2 separate regions of the Capra hircus genome follow, and region 1 is linked to region 2. A link is a contact called in public Hi-C data. All regions are on one chromosome and are shown on one strand. The core of a region is the stretch at or near the end of the contact, and the rest is flanking DNA. Distances in the headings are between cores, read along the strand shown. Region 1 has its middle 40 kb from the start of PLCG2. Region 2 has its middle 30 kb from the start of CMIP.

Region 1 (2,700 bases), core at 115-2,614, 250 kb before region 2:
CGTGAGCCACTGCAGCCAACCAATGGTACACCCCGAGGGGATTCAGGATGGGAAAGCACGGGATACTGGCCCTGGCTAGCTAAGCACGTGTGAAGTCCATTCGGTGGTGTTTGACTCTGCGACCCTATGGACTGTCGCCCGCCAGGCTCCTCTGTCCATGGGGAGTCTCCAGGCAAGATGGAGTGGGTTGCCACACTCTCCTCCAGCGGATCTTCCCGAGCCAGGGATCGAACCCATGTCCCTCACAGCTCCTACACTGGTGGGTGGCCTCTTTCCTACTACTGCCATCTGGGGGCCCCAAGACAGCTAAGATGCCTATCAAAGGAATCATTATCAATTATTCCATTGAGCCTAGAGTCTCGCACTTTCCCATACATAGAAAGACACGCAAATCATTAACTTGAGATGTTTGCCTCAGTGGTTGGCAATAACCTTCTGTAGCCTTTCAACTTTTCCCAGCTAAAACGCCTGTAAGTCCTGGCTCCGCCCTCATTTCTCGGGATCAGTCCCTCAGAGCAACCTGAGAGGCTGCCTGTGTGAGCTCTAGTTCGCAGCAATGTCCTCAAATCAAACTAATTCTCAGCTCTTAGGTGGTGTTTTTTGCTTTTCACTCGACAGCCCTATGGCCACTCAGAGAAACAGCAATGACCAGACAGGGACAATGGCCCCTCTTCACCTTCCCCCTACCCCGGGGAGGAGGCAGGGACTCAGAAACCAGAAGCGGTGTGAAATGAACACGGAGTTGAATGGGAGGCTGAAGTTCTCAGCTAGCCTGGGCATTTTGCCACTGAAGGTGTCTTTCGGAAACTGCAAAGATTTCAGAGAGCAAGGTTTAAAGACAAAGAAAACACCATTTCATAGGTGCGCTTGCCTGCGAGCAGCAGGCCAGCATCCCTCGCTGGGATCAGAGGCGCTCACAGAGCATCTGACATGTGGAGGGCTCAGGAAATGGTTGAATGAGGAGGCATCTGAAACACAACAAGGGAGCTGGGAGTGAGGGGGTGGGAGGAGTCAGTAGAGGGAGCACACCCCACTCCCCCCCTTCCTTGGCTGCTACAGTGGGGAAAGGGCACAGCCCGAGCTGTTTCATACCAAGGCATCTCTCAGACTGCAGCAAAGGAGCATGTCAGGGGGCCTGGCCGCAGGCCGGATGGAGAGCCAGAGGGTCCCCTCCAGGACTGGCACCCCTGCCCTCTCCGGGACCCTGCTCAGGGACAGGGCCGCAGGCCTGCAGGGTCCTGCTCTTTTCTGCTTCCCTCCACCCCATCGAGCCATCCCTGCCCGGGGGTCTCCTACAGCTGCAACACGTGCTGATGGAAGCAGGGGTCTCCATGGCAACACTGACGTCAAGGGCCTGGAGTCCGGGAACGCTGCCTCCCGCCCCCAGCGCCCGGTTCTGCAGCAGCCCGGGCCCCAGGGGCGTCGGAGCGGCCGCCCTGCCCTCGCTCGTCCTGGCCACCAGAGGCACACGGGTGTGAACTGGGCCGGCCAGGCCTCACCTGCGGCTGCCTGCCCGACCCCCGCTTCCTCGGGCCCCTCAATCCTCAGTCTGCTGCCAGCCGGCTGCTAGCTAAACAGACCTTACTTCCTGTTTCACGAACAGGAAGCCCCCCTCCCTGGGAGAAAGCACATCTTAATACAATGTGGGAGGTGAGGTGCCGGGCCCTCCAGCCTCCACCGCGTCTAGGGCCCTCGGTCCATTGCACAATAAAACCCGGGGATTCTGTGCTCCAAAAGGATCACATACCCGGCTTGCCCCCACTGCCCAGCTGCAGCCCCCAGCACTTCCCACGCAGGAGGACAAAGACCTCAGGGGCCTAGCCAGTCTCTCCTGGCCCCATACTTCCTCCTCCTCAGTCTTTCCTTCCAAGCGCCAGGTGCTGCCTCGGGGCCTCTGCCCTCACCCTTCCCTCTGTCTGGAAGGCTGTTCCCACCTCCCTATCTCCCCAAAGGGCTGGTCATTTCCAGCTCCTCCGGGTCAGCTCTGTGCTGCCCAGTCCTGGAAGGTGCTCCCTCCAGCTTGCACGTCCATTTAGCTCTATACACTGCCCTTGTGAAAAAGATGTGTGGGATGAGTTGTCTAGTGGCTGGCTCCTCCGTCAGACTGTATGTGGTGGAGGACTGTGTTAACTTTTATCCACTCCTGAGCCCCTAGTTTACCTGGCACAGAGTAGGTACTCTCTCTCTCTCTCTCTCTATATATATATATATATATATTTTTTTTTTAAGTAGGCTATTGAGATAGAATTCACATACAATACAATCCATCCAAGTAATTTGTACAATTCCATGGGTTTTAGCATATTTACACAGCTGTGCAGACTTTACCAGAGTCAATTTTAGAACATGTTCCTCACAAAAAAAAAAAAAAAAACCTCTCAGGACTTCGCTGGTGGTCCAGTGGCTCAGACTCCACGCTTCCAATGCAGGGGCCCGAGTTCAATCCCTGGTCAGGAAACGCAATCCCACATGCCACAGACCTGGTACAGCCAAATAAATAAATAATTTTTTTTTAAAGAAACCTCTTCCCTTCAGCTCTCACCTTCCTGTCCCCCATCCCGTCCTCCCTACCCCCATCCCTCAGCCCTGAGCAGCCATCAGTCAACTTTCTGCCTCCCTAGATTCCCTTGCACCGGACGCTCAGACGGCTGGACTTTGGCTTATTTCACTGGGCAGTGCTTCCAGGGTTCAGTGTGTATA
Region 2 (2,700 bases), core at 43-2,542:
TCTCATAAGACCTAGGTAAGGACTGTGGTTCTGAGCACTGCCCCAATTTGGAGAGGCAAGGCAGAGGCTCCCTATGGCAAACAAGACTTTGAGACTAAATCCACCTGAGGTACAATCAGCCTTTAAGGAGGGTGAATGACACACCAATGAGGGCAGGAAATATCAAATGAGACATCTCCAGATCAGCTGGCAGGTCACTTCAGAGGACAGCATCTCAAGCCTCTGGGTTCACCAGGAGAGAGAGGGAAGGCCTTTAATATTCATTAAAAACGCAGTTTCCTTTTGGGAAAGTGTGCAAATATTTAAAACCTATTAAGTGTCAAATTTCCAACCTGCCTTGGACCCCCATGGATGGACCCTGGCTGTCCCTTACAGGGATGAGGCTGGAGCCCAGGCATTGCCCAGATGACCAAAGGCCTCATAAATCATGTCAACGAGTTGAAACTTAATCCAAAATTTAATTGGCAGCCTTTGGTGGGTATTGAGCAGGGAACAACACGGCTAGATTCACATTTTAGGAAAGTCAGTTTGGCCACAGGGTAGGTGGTGGGTGGGAGGGTTCAAGACTAGGTTGGGAGTCTGGCAGGGGGAGATTGTTTGGGGGGCAGGAGACGACAGTGGGGGCCATGTAGACAGGAGATGAGGTGGATTAAGTACTCTGGAGAGTGTGGGGTAGAAAGGTGGAAGGTAGAAAATTGTTCAGGAGGGAGATGACAGCGGCAGTGGGCATGTGCAGCCCTTGAGCCAGGTATTGCTCACCCATCCTCCCAGCAGGTCCTATGGCAGGTCCATTAGGGTTATCTCTGTCAGTTTTACAGACAAGGGAACTGATATACAGACAGCTTAAGCCCTTGTGGTGGTCACCTGTGTGGGATCCCCCCTCAGTGACCCTACTCTCAGATTCCAGGACTCTTTCGGAGGCAGCAAGGCCAGGTCTCATGACTGACTTGTGCTAAGGATGGCTGAGGTCTGCTTGGGTGGACTGATCAGGGCGGGGTGGGGGCGGGGTGGGGAGGTGGTGGAGAGGGCGCTGCCCAGCCTCATTCAGGAAGAAAGAATGCAGGATATTCTGTCCGGCCCACAGCCCCTAACTCAAACCTGCTCACACTGGGAAGGCCACCCTGCAGAGTTGCCTCCTTGAGAAGTGGGTGGAAGCGTGTTCTTGGAGGGCAGCTGAGCTGGGAGGGTGCAGCCAAGAGCTTCTTGTCTGTAGACACAGCTCCCCGACACAGGGGAAGGACCGGACCCCCCTCCCACCACCCCCAAGGTCATGGGCAGCTCTGATCGGGCCCAGAGAGTGTGCAGAACTCCCCTGCCTTCCTGCTTCTCCATCGTCACCAGCGAGTCACCTTAGCTTCGTCCACAGTCCGGAGGTCCTTCTGCAGAAGACCTGCCACACCCAGTTCGAGGCCAAAACCCAGAACCTCCCCTCCCCCCACGCCTTCCTGGGCAACCCGCAAGAGCAGAGCCGTCGGCCCTGCGGGTTTGGGGCGCCCTCTGCTGGTCGTCTCCTATCGTCCGCCTTGTGAGGCCCGACCCGCCTCTGTACTGGGTATTGGGGTGTTTGTGGCAGCGCGGATGCCACGCACGTGGAGAGAGGATCTCCTTTCTTCTCAAGTTGGGAAGGGGAGCAAGTCACAGCGGGGAGATGGCTGATCCCCAGCCGACCAGGGCACAAGGGCCTGCTTTTCATTTCAATTTTTGTGTCCCAATCAATAGCGGTCTGCCAGGCTGGGACCCTCCCCGACTCCACCCTTCTCACAGGAAGTCTTTGATCACATCTCTCCTTTCAGATTCACAGTAGCCCACGATAATCACGGTGTTAAAATTATTTTAATGAGGGGCTTCCCTGGTGGCTCAGTGGTAAAGAATCCACCTGCCAATGCAAGAGGCACAGGTTCGATCGCTGGCCCAGGAAAATCCCATATGCCTTGGAGCAACTAAGCCCGTGCGCCACAACTACTGAGCCTGTGCGCGAGAGCCCAGGCTCCACAGGGTATAACATTTTCATACGTAAAACTCCAAGTCACATACCGAGAAGCCAGAGCCCTGCCGCTAGAAAGCAGTCCCCGCTCTCTGCAGCTGGAGAAAAGCAACAAAGACCTAAGCTGGCACAGCCAAAACTAAAATGAATTCTAAAAATTGCTTTAATGAATATCACTGCTACTCTTTATTTCAGTGGGTATTATTTACTGGCTACTGGATTCACAATAGCCCATGATAACAGTGTTAAAATTATTTTAGTGGATATAATTATTATCCCTACTTATTTATTAGATATTACTTGAATGGATACACCAATTCTTAGTTATGGATATTTTATTCAATATTATTGTTGGATTTGGAAATTTACTGATATAACTTACTGCTCATCAGATATTATATATTGGATTTGCAGTAGCTCAGATATCACAGCACTAAACACATTTTAATGGCTAGAGCCACTCCTCCTATCTATTGCATATTATTTGGAAGGATAGACCCACTACTGCTACCACTCAATGAGAGGCCATGATAAGCCCATGAGGCATCACCTAGATGGAGTTTCAACTGCACTTCTGTTATCAAGCCCCCTCTTCTGAGGAGAAAACTGTGGCCCTCAGAGATTAAGTCCCATGCCCAGGTCCAGTGGTTGCGAGGAAGCCTGCCGATGCAGGGGACAGAGGTTCGATCCCTGGTCCAGAGCTTCCACGCGTCCGC

What was found. A called contact is a pair of places that touch in the nucleus more often than the background predicts.
Region 1: a Hi-C map of blood shows a contact between it and region 2, with 4 times the contacts expected there. The contact joins two enhancer-like sites. A contact is called at or near these places in 2 of 5 Hi-C or Micro-C datasets (both in blood).

The regions. Positions count from the first base shown.
Region 1 is chr18:9,599,820-9,602,519 of ARS1.2, reverse strand. No RefSeq gene overlaps it. Among named protein-coding and RNA genes, the nearest start is that of PLCG2, 40 kb to the left of the region's middle. Within about 2 kb of position 1,364, at least 2 of the 5 cell types and tissues checked have an H3K27ac peak or open chromatin away from gene starts, as enhancers often do.
Region 2 is chr18:9,351,058-9,353,757 of ARS1.2, reverse strand. No RefSeq gene overlaps it. Among named protein-coding and RNA genes, the nearest start is that of CMIP, 30 kb to the left of the region's middle. Within about 2 kb of position 1,292, at least 3 of the 5 cell types and tissues checked have an H3K27ac peak or open chromatin away from gene starts, as enhancers often do.